Linked DNA regions of Mus musculus: region 2 is linked to region 1. The links are chromatin contacts, called in public promoter capture Hi-C maps. All regions are on one chromosome and are shown on one strand. Each heading gives the region's core, a stretch centred on a gene start, on an enhancer-like site or on the middle of the called end of the contact. The rest is flanking DNA. Distances are from core to core; before and after follow the strand shown. Region 1 has its middle 16 kb from the start of Htr1b. Region 2 holds the start of Irak1bp1 (interleukin-1 receptor-associated kinase 1 binding protein 1).

The links. Promoter capture Hi-C pulls out the DNA fragments that hold promoters and counts their contacts.
Region 2: a contact with region 1 is called in a promoter capture Hi-C map of hippocampal neurons, with 5 times the contacts expected there. The contact joins the promoter of Irak1bp1 here to the enhancer-like site in region 1. A contact is called at or near these places in 6 of 39 promoter capture datasets (cranial neural crest, frontonasal cranial neural crest, hippocampal neurons and 3 more), 2 of 484 Hi-C or Micro-C datasets (pre-hematopoietic stem cells and tail fibroblasts) and 2 of 115 datasets of contacts at active chromatin or transcription factors (large pre-B cells and stem cell-derived neural progenitor cells).

What each region holds. Positions count from the first base shown.
Region 1 is chr9:81,647,470-81,651,366 of GRCm38.p6, reverse strand. No RefSeq gene overlaps it. Among named protein-coding and RNA genes, the nearest start is that of Htr1b, 16 kb to the right of the region's middle. Within about 2 kb of position 1,261, at least 1 of the 459 cell types and tissues checked has an H3K27ac peak or open chromatin away from gene starts, as enhancers often do.
Region 2 is chr9:82,827,295-82,831,238 of GRCm38.p6, reverse strand. It overlaps Irak1bp1 (interleukin-1 receptor-associated kinase 1 binding protein 1), which reads right to left and starts at 1,433. Exons shown (of 4, transcript NM_022986.4): 1 at 900-1,433. The coding sequence starts at 1,211.

The sequences.
Region 1 (3,897 bases), core at 12-2,511:
GGGTATATACCCAAAAGATGCTCCATCATCCCACAAAGACACTTGCTCAACTATGTTCATAGCAGCTTTATTCTTTATAGCCAGAAACTGGAAACAACCTAGATACCCTTCAACTAAAGAAAGGATAAAGAAAGTGTGGTATATCTACACAATGGAATACTATTCAGCTATTAAAACTGAGGACATCAAGAATTTTGTAGGCAAATGGACAGAATTTGAGAATATCATCCTGAGTGAGGTAAAGCAGTCACAAAAGGACATGCATGGTATGTACTCACTTGTAAGTATATATTAGCCAAAGAATGCAGGTACCATGTTACACTCTACAGATACAAAGAAGCTAAACAAGAAGGAAGGCCCAAGCTAGGATGCTTGACTCTCACTTAGAAAGGGAAATAAAATAGCCATAAGTGGCAGGTGGAGGGAGAGAAAGGGCAGGAAGGGGGAGTGAGGAGTTCAGGATCAGGTGTGGGGAAGGACAGGAAAGATGGTTAGATGGCCATGAGTATGAATGGAAATCTGCAACTGACAGAGGTGAGGAGGTGAGGGGGGCATCTTCAGGACAAGACCTGGGATAAGGGAGCCACCCCAGAATCACTGGGGATAACCTTAGCTGTGACTCACTACATTTGGGAAATAGAACCTTAAGAGGCCACTTCCTATAGCCAGACAGGCGTCCCAGTGGAGCAACAGAGACACCAACCCTCTGTCAAATTTTCAATGCCAATCTTATCCTGTGTACAAGAAATGCAGGGATAGATATGAAGCAGAGACGGAGGGATTGGCCAACTAATAGGAGGACCAACCTGAGACCCATCTCATGGGAAAACACCAATCCCTAACACTGTTAATGATACTCTGTTATACTTGCAGACAGGAGCATGTTGTCCTCTGAGAGGCTCCACCCAGCAGCTGACTCAGACAGATGCAGAGACCCACAGCCAAACAGTGGATAGAACTTGGGGACTCACATTGAAGAATAGGAGGAAGGATTGTGGACCCTGACCTGGATAGGAATTCTGCAGGAATATCAACAGAGTCAACTGATGTGGACTCTTGGGACTTTCAGAATTTGAAACCAGCGAGCACACATGGGCTAGACTTAAGCCTTCCCAAACATATGTAGCAGACATACAGCTTGGTCTTCCTGTGTGTTCCAAACAACTGGAATGAGGGCTATCTCAAAAGCTGTTGCCTGAACATGAGATATGTTCTAGGTGGGCTGGCTTGTCTGACCTCAGTGGGAGAGGCAGTGTAGCAACTTGAAGTGAGAGAGTATGGGGGTATTCAGGGGTAGGGGGGGACCTGCTTAGAAGAGAATTGGAGGAGGATGGAAGAAGTATTATGGAAGGGGTGACTAGAAGGGGGCTGGTGAGCAGGATGTAAAATGAGTAACTAAAAAAAACAAAATTAAGATTAAAAGACTTTTAAAGTTCATAACTTGAATTGTTATCTTTTCAGAAAGCTTCAGGTAAATATTGTTGTGCTTATTCACCTATAGATTGAATGATTGTTATGTAGCTTCTTGCATTTCTAGACTGTGTTTTTCTGAGGTATAAGGGATACAGTGTCCAGATATGAATATCTGCTTTTGTGACTCTCATTTTTCTTGAAGTCTGTGAACACTTCTGGGTTATATTTTGGTGGTGGAGTTCTGATGAAAGAAAGATTGAACAGATTTTGCTTCCCTTGTTGAAGGTATTTATCTTACCGTTTTCTGTAATTATTAAAAGGTGTGTGCGAATATATTGAAAATAGAACGCTATAGGTTATTTTATGTGCATGCCTTTTTTTATTAGCTGGCCTACAACTGTGAGCACTTTCAACCAAAAGGCATATTTTCTTCACCATAATGTTTTCATTAATGTCATGTATTGAATAGTTTCTGGTGTCTTTCTTACTGGCACTACCATTTTTGTTTCCTTCTATTTCATCTCTGACTTTCCTTTTCAACCTTTCATGTACTAGCAATCCTTAGAATTCCTTCTCTTTTTGTTATAAAAATTCTACGTACTTCTGTAGGTATTTTTAAAGGTTTATTTTATGCATTTATTTATTTCATGTATATAAGTACCTTGTAACTGTATTCAGACACACCAGAAGAGGGCATCTGATAATTTTACCGATGGTTGTGAGCTACCATGTGGTTGCTGGAAATTGAACTCAGGACCTCTGGAAGAATAGTCAGTGATCTTAACTGCTGAGCCATCTCTCCAGCCCCTCTGTAGTTAATTTTATGACAGTTTTATTTTTCAACTTATAGCTTATTAAGATTTTAATGTATATTTTCTTTATTTATTCACATCAAACTAGATTACCATAATTAGATTAACAGACTGTGTTGGAAATTACAACTAAATTGTTTTAAATTGTATTCTCCGTTCTAGGTCATATGGCCTTAAATGATGATGTTTTCCTCTTTAATCTGAATTTTTGAGATACATATAATTGAATACATGATGGCCTATGAAAACACTAACTGTTATTCATATCTAGGCAAAGCTGGTAATTGAAGAGTTGACATCTGAGATACTAAATATATTGAATTTACCATGGTTTACCAAGCCTAAGATGAACATTCTTTCCTGCATTTGAACATCTTTGAAATAGAACTACAAATACTGGGGAACGTTTGACTGTGATTGTCACCTGTTCCATATATTCTTACATATGTTGAGAAAGAAAGACATTGTCAGAATGTTCCCTTGTGGGAAAAAGTGCCAGAGAAAACACTGGTAATTTCATTTAAGAATGCTGCATTGTACATGCTGTGGGCGACAAATGATGCTGCTGTGTGAGACAGAAATGGAATATTCTGCTCAACTATTCAGGAGAGCTAGATTCATAAGGTAAGAGATTTTAATACTGTAACAGTATTTTCACTTATTTTGTTTATAAAATGATACATAATGTATTTTTTTTAACTTGTGAAAAATTCTTTAAAGGTAAAACATAAAGATTTAAAAGAAGGCCAGCTTAATTGGTGCTCTTTATTGGAAAATAATGTGATATAAATTCCACTTTCTACGTATTGAAGTAGCGAGAGCCAGTTTGATTCCAAAAGAGCATAATATGTGCTCTTCTTTTGAGGCTATAAAATGAAATTTGACAGTTTTTTTAAGTGTCATTAACTATTACAATATATCAGAGGAACAACAAATGTCTAGTTAAGTAAGATGTTTGTCCCATTAACCCACTTAGAAAAAGTAATTTTTTTTAAAAAAGGATTTTTGTCTTGGGGCAAAGGATTTTGTATCCCGAGAATTCCTTGCTTTACATGCTGAAAAAATATAAAACTCCTTCTATCAACGTGATATTTAACATGTAAACTGTGTTCCTATACACAAAATAAAGCAATGTTTTCATTAAAAACGTTTAAGTTTTTGGTAAAGAAATTTACCATCAATGGTTCTTCATTGAGTAGAAAATGGTACGAAACTAATGTAAGTTAATCACTCTTGCTCAAGCTCACTCAGCAGAATCCTTTCCTTCAGACAGCCACTCAGGTCTCTTACATAGAGCCAGTTTGATTCCAAAAGAGCCATAATGTAATAGTGGGTCTTGGAGAAGCTGCTAGCATGCAATTGATTTGCTCGGGCAGTTTCCTGAGCCGCAAATTAATCGTATTTTTAGTAAGGAATGGGGACAAATCTAACATCCAGAAGTATTAGAACAGGTGGAAAAGAAAATGCAGAGCTTCCTAAGAAGTGGACCATGAGAAGATGAAAGCTGATTAGGAGAGGGATTGGGAAGGAGGCAGTGATTAACTCCTCCTCCAGGCTCTAGTAGGGTCAGTACTCCTACAGCTCCAATCAACACTGAGCTTAGATTAAAAACATACTATGGCCTTGCCCAAGCAAGAACTGAGTTCCTTCCTATTCTGCTGTAAATCCAACA
Region 2 (3,944 bases), core at 184-2,683, 1.2 Mb before region 1:
CCAGGAACAGGATTTCAAATATTTTTCTTTTAAACTCAGAGCATTATTTTATTGCCGTAAATTTGGAAAGTGGTGATATTAAAACACGCCTAAGAGTCGCTGTGTGGACATTTTTGCCCCATTCGTTAAAAGGAGGGAGGCTTAAGGTGCGACCTATTTAGTGATTTGTTCCACAGACATGTCTAGAAAGTAGAAATATTTCACCTATGACACCTACATACATTGACTTAAAAAAGTTAAAACTAAAAAGGTGGAAAATTTGGGGTAGGCGATCATTATAAACCATAAATAGATGCTAATAAGTACATTGAAGAGCCACTCCACACAAACCTTTGATTGGATGGAAGCAGTTCAGGCTCCTCACCGACCTATTTCAACATGCAGAATAAAAACTACCAAAGTGTGTGTATGGGGAGGGGGGGTGGGGGGAGGGGGGAGGAGAAGGTTCAACATTCTACTTATGCAAACATTTACATGTAATTTTTCAAAAAAACATTTCATCACTCTAATCTTAATAACAAAACCACTGTAGCAAACATCACCAGATAAAAACCTACCCAACCACGGGCGTGGTGGCGCACGCCTTTAATCCCAGCACTGGGGAGGCAGAGGCAGGCGGATTTCTGAGTTCGAGGCCAGCCTGGTCTACAAAGTGAGTCCAGGGCAGCCAGGGCTATACAGAGAAACCCTGTCTCAAAACAAAAACAAAAACAAACAAACAAAAACCCTACCCAACCTGCATTCCTGATTTCAAGTTCGCTGCGGCCCATAACGGCTTTCATCTAGATTCTAGAAGGAAAGGTCAAACATCCATTGCGCCCTAGAATGGATCCTGCGGTAACAAAGCATCCCCAAAGGTACAGAGTCACCCGCTCTGCACCCCGTCTCGGAAGTCTCACCTGAAACCCCTGCTGCTGGAGGCTCTGCGTGATGTAGTCCAGGCGGCGACACACACTCTTCTTGGCCTCGGCCGACACCTCCTTGGTGCTGCTCACTCGCACGGTCACCAGCGCTCGGTCGGGGCTGGCGGACACCTCGGCCGCGCCGCTCACGTGGACCTCACGGGCTCCGGGGTGGGCCTCCGCGACGTGGGGTCGGCGGCCGATCGGCTGCGCCTCCGCGGCCGAGATCGGATGGTTTTCCCGGCCCCGGTCAGCCCAGGGAACCAGTTCCATGAACACCCGCGATGCAGGGGCGGGTTGCAGCGACATAGCTGGGGCAGCTGTGTTGCCATAGCAACGCCAGGTTGATGGCGGGGAGTGACGTTTAGCTGCCGCGCGCTTGCTAGTCCGCGCGGAGGATGCCGGGATGGAGGCGCCGCTGCAGCGTGGAGACCGGGTTTTCCCCCAGGGAAGGAGGCCTGCACACATTTTAAATAGTTACCTCCTCATGGCCTGCAAGAACCGGAGCTGTCTGTCCTGCCCTCGCGGTCAGTGATCACGGGCCTTCCACGTGACCAGTCGTTCTTCTCCCCTCCCCCTGGGCCGCCTCCATCCCTCAGTCCGCATGGGGATGAAGGCTCTGCGTTTCCAACGTGTGTGATCCCGGTAGCCCTTTCTTCCCGAATTTCACGGTGCCGGGGCGGCCTCCTTCTTTGTGAGACTCCGGTGGTCTTACCCGCAAGTGCAAGTACTTGTTTGGTTCGTGAGGAGTTTCTCTTCAAATAAACTACGTTTTGCTCGTGAGAGTTTGGACACTATGGGGATCCTCGAGTGCGTTTTTTTCCAGGACACTGTTGATTTTTTTCCCCCACAACTGCTGTTTGTTTATTAGAGGCCCGCTGAATGTAGAGTGTTGGCATGTGGAAAGACAGAGAAAACGGGGGGGTGGGTGGGGGTGGGTGGGATGTTGTTCGTCATAGCTACAATCTTTAGAAAGAGTGTCAGTGTCAAATTCTAAATGTCTTGGAGTAATTCTGGTCTTGAGCCTGGACATCAGCGTGAGCAATGACAGGCATGTCATGTACTTGTCTGTTATAGCTTCCTCTTCCCCTTTTGGAGACAGGGTCTCAGTATGTAACCCCGACTGGCCTGGAATTTACCTTGTTGACCAGACTGACCTCGAGCTTGCAGAAATGCAAGGTTTCGACCCATTTCTTGACAGCCATTATAATGAAAAGCTGTACGTGCCCTCTCCAAGCCCTCCTATTATAGTAATTTTCCTCAGCACACCCTACTGTCTCTCTTTTCTTTCCTCTTTCCCCTTCCCCGCTTCTCCCTCTGCTCTAGAGTGCTGGGGTTCAAACCACACCTGGCCTATAGTCATTTTCTTAATGTCTTGGTGATGACAGCTCGTCTGATTCCTGTTAGAATTTTATTAACAGAATGGGAGGAGAAAACCTTGGGGGCAGGGATGTAGGAAGTAGTTTTTTATAGGAACTTGAAAAAGTCTATAGTCTTTGTGATTTTTCCTCAAATTTTTAAAAAACCAGTATTTTAATTCAATAATTTAGCTAGATCAAGTGGTAATCTCTTTGTTTGGTCCATCATTAGGTCAACATAATTGTTTAGTTTGAAACTTATTGTCAGATAAGAATTATATATATGTATATATGTGTGTATATATATATATATATATATATATATATATATATATATATAATTATAATTTAAGAACTTTCCACCATATAACCATATATGCATACAGGCATATATGCATATTTTACAACTCTAGGCAATGAAAATACCTTTTAAAATTGGAGGAATTTCTTTGTTCTTTTTGGTGGACCGCAGGGATTGAACTGAGGCCCCCAGGCTTGGGATCAAGTACCTTTGTCAGCCGAGTTGTCTCACTCTGCTAAGTCCGTTTTGGGAGACAGGATCTACTGTCACTGGCATCCAAGATAGGCTAGCTAGCCATCCAGCTCCAGACACCTTCCTGTTGGCGAGAAATGTTTTACTCTAGTAGGATATATAGTTTCAAAAATGAATTGCTGAATAAAAGATGTCATAGGAACAAACAAATAATAGAAGCTTTAAGTGTATTTCGGGTACTATAAAATTTTCAAAATAGTGGAAAAATGAGTAAGTAGTATAATTGGCTTCTGTATTGAAGAAATTGATCTGTATATTATGTTTTATACTGAGAATAAAAGTTAAAGATAAAATGAAAAAAAAGTACCTAAATGTAATTCTGAGGAATGAAAGTCTTTTTTTTTTTCTTAAGCATATTACAAATGTAGAAGCAATCATAAGGGAAAAATCTGGAAAAAAATAAGTACACCAAAAAACCTGAAAGTATGTAAGCCAAAACCAACAAGTGAGGAGGAGAGGAAATAAGGATTTGCAATAAAGGGGCCAGCATCTGGACACTTAAGAGTGCCCTGACCCCTCCCAAATAGCTAAGGAACACAGAGATGAACTGTTAATAGACTTGGGCTACCATTGATGTCTAATGCAACTTCATGTTCTCAGAGTGCCAGAGGTTTTACGTTCAAGCACACGCATCAGTAGGTGTGGCTTCTCCTAAGATATATCTGGTCTGCAACAGCTGCCTTCACAGAGCCTTGTCCCTGCCCTGTCCTTGCTGTCCATTGGTGTTCCTTCCTCTTCTTACAAGACCAATCCTATTAGATGGATTAGAGACTTGCTCTTGGGACTTCAGTTAACCTTAATTACCTCTTTAAAGGTGCTGTCTCCAAACACAGCAACATTGGGCCTACAATTTCAGTAAATGCATGAGATCCGGGAAGAGCACATTCCATTTCTTACATACCCAAAGTGCAGAAATACTAATGGCAACAACACTAAAAAGAAAAAAGAAACAGTTTAAACAATTCATAATTAAATAAAACTTTAAACATGTAGAAAGATCTCTTTAAAACTCATCTTGTCAAGAGATGAATTCAGAATGCAGAAAATAGATGAAAATAATTTTAAAAGATGGGCAGATTGGTTCTTAGTGACAGAGCTATGTAATAAATAAAAGTAGATATGCCTCCATGA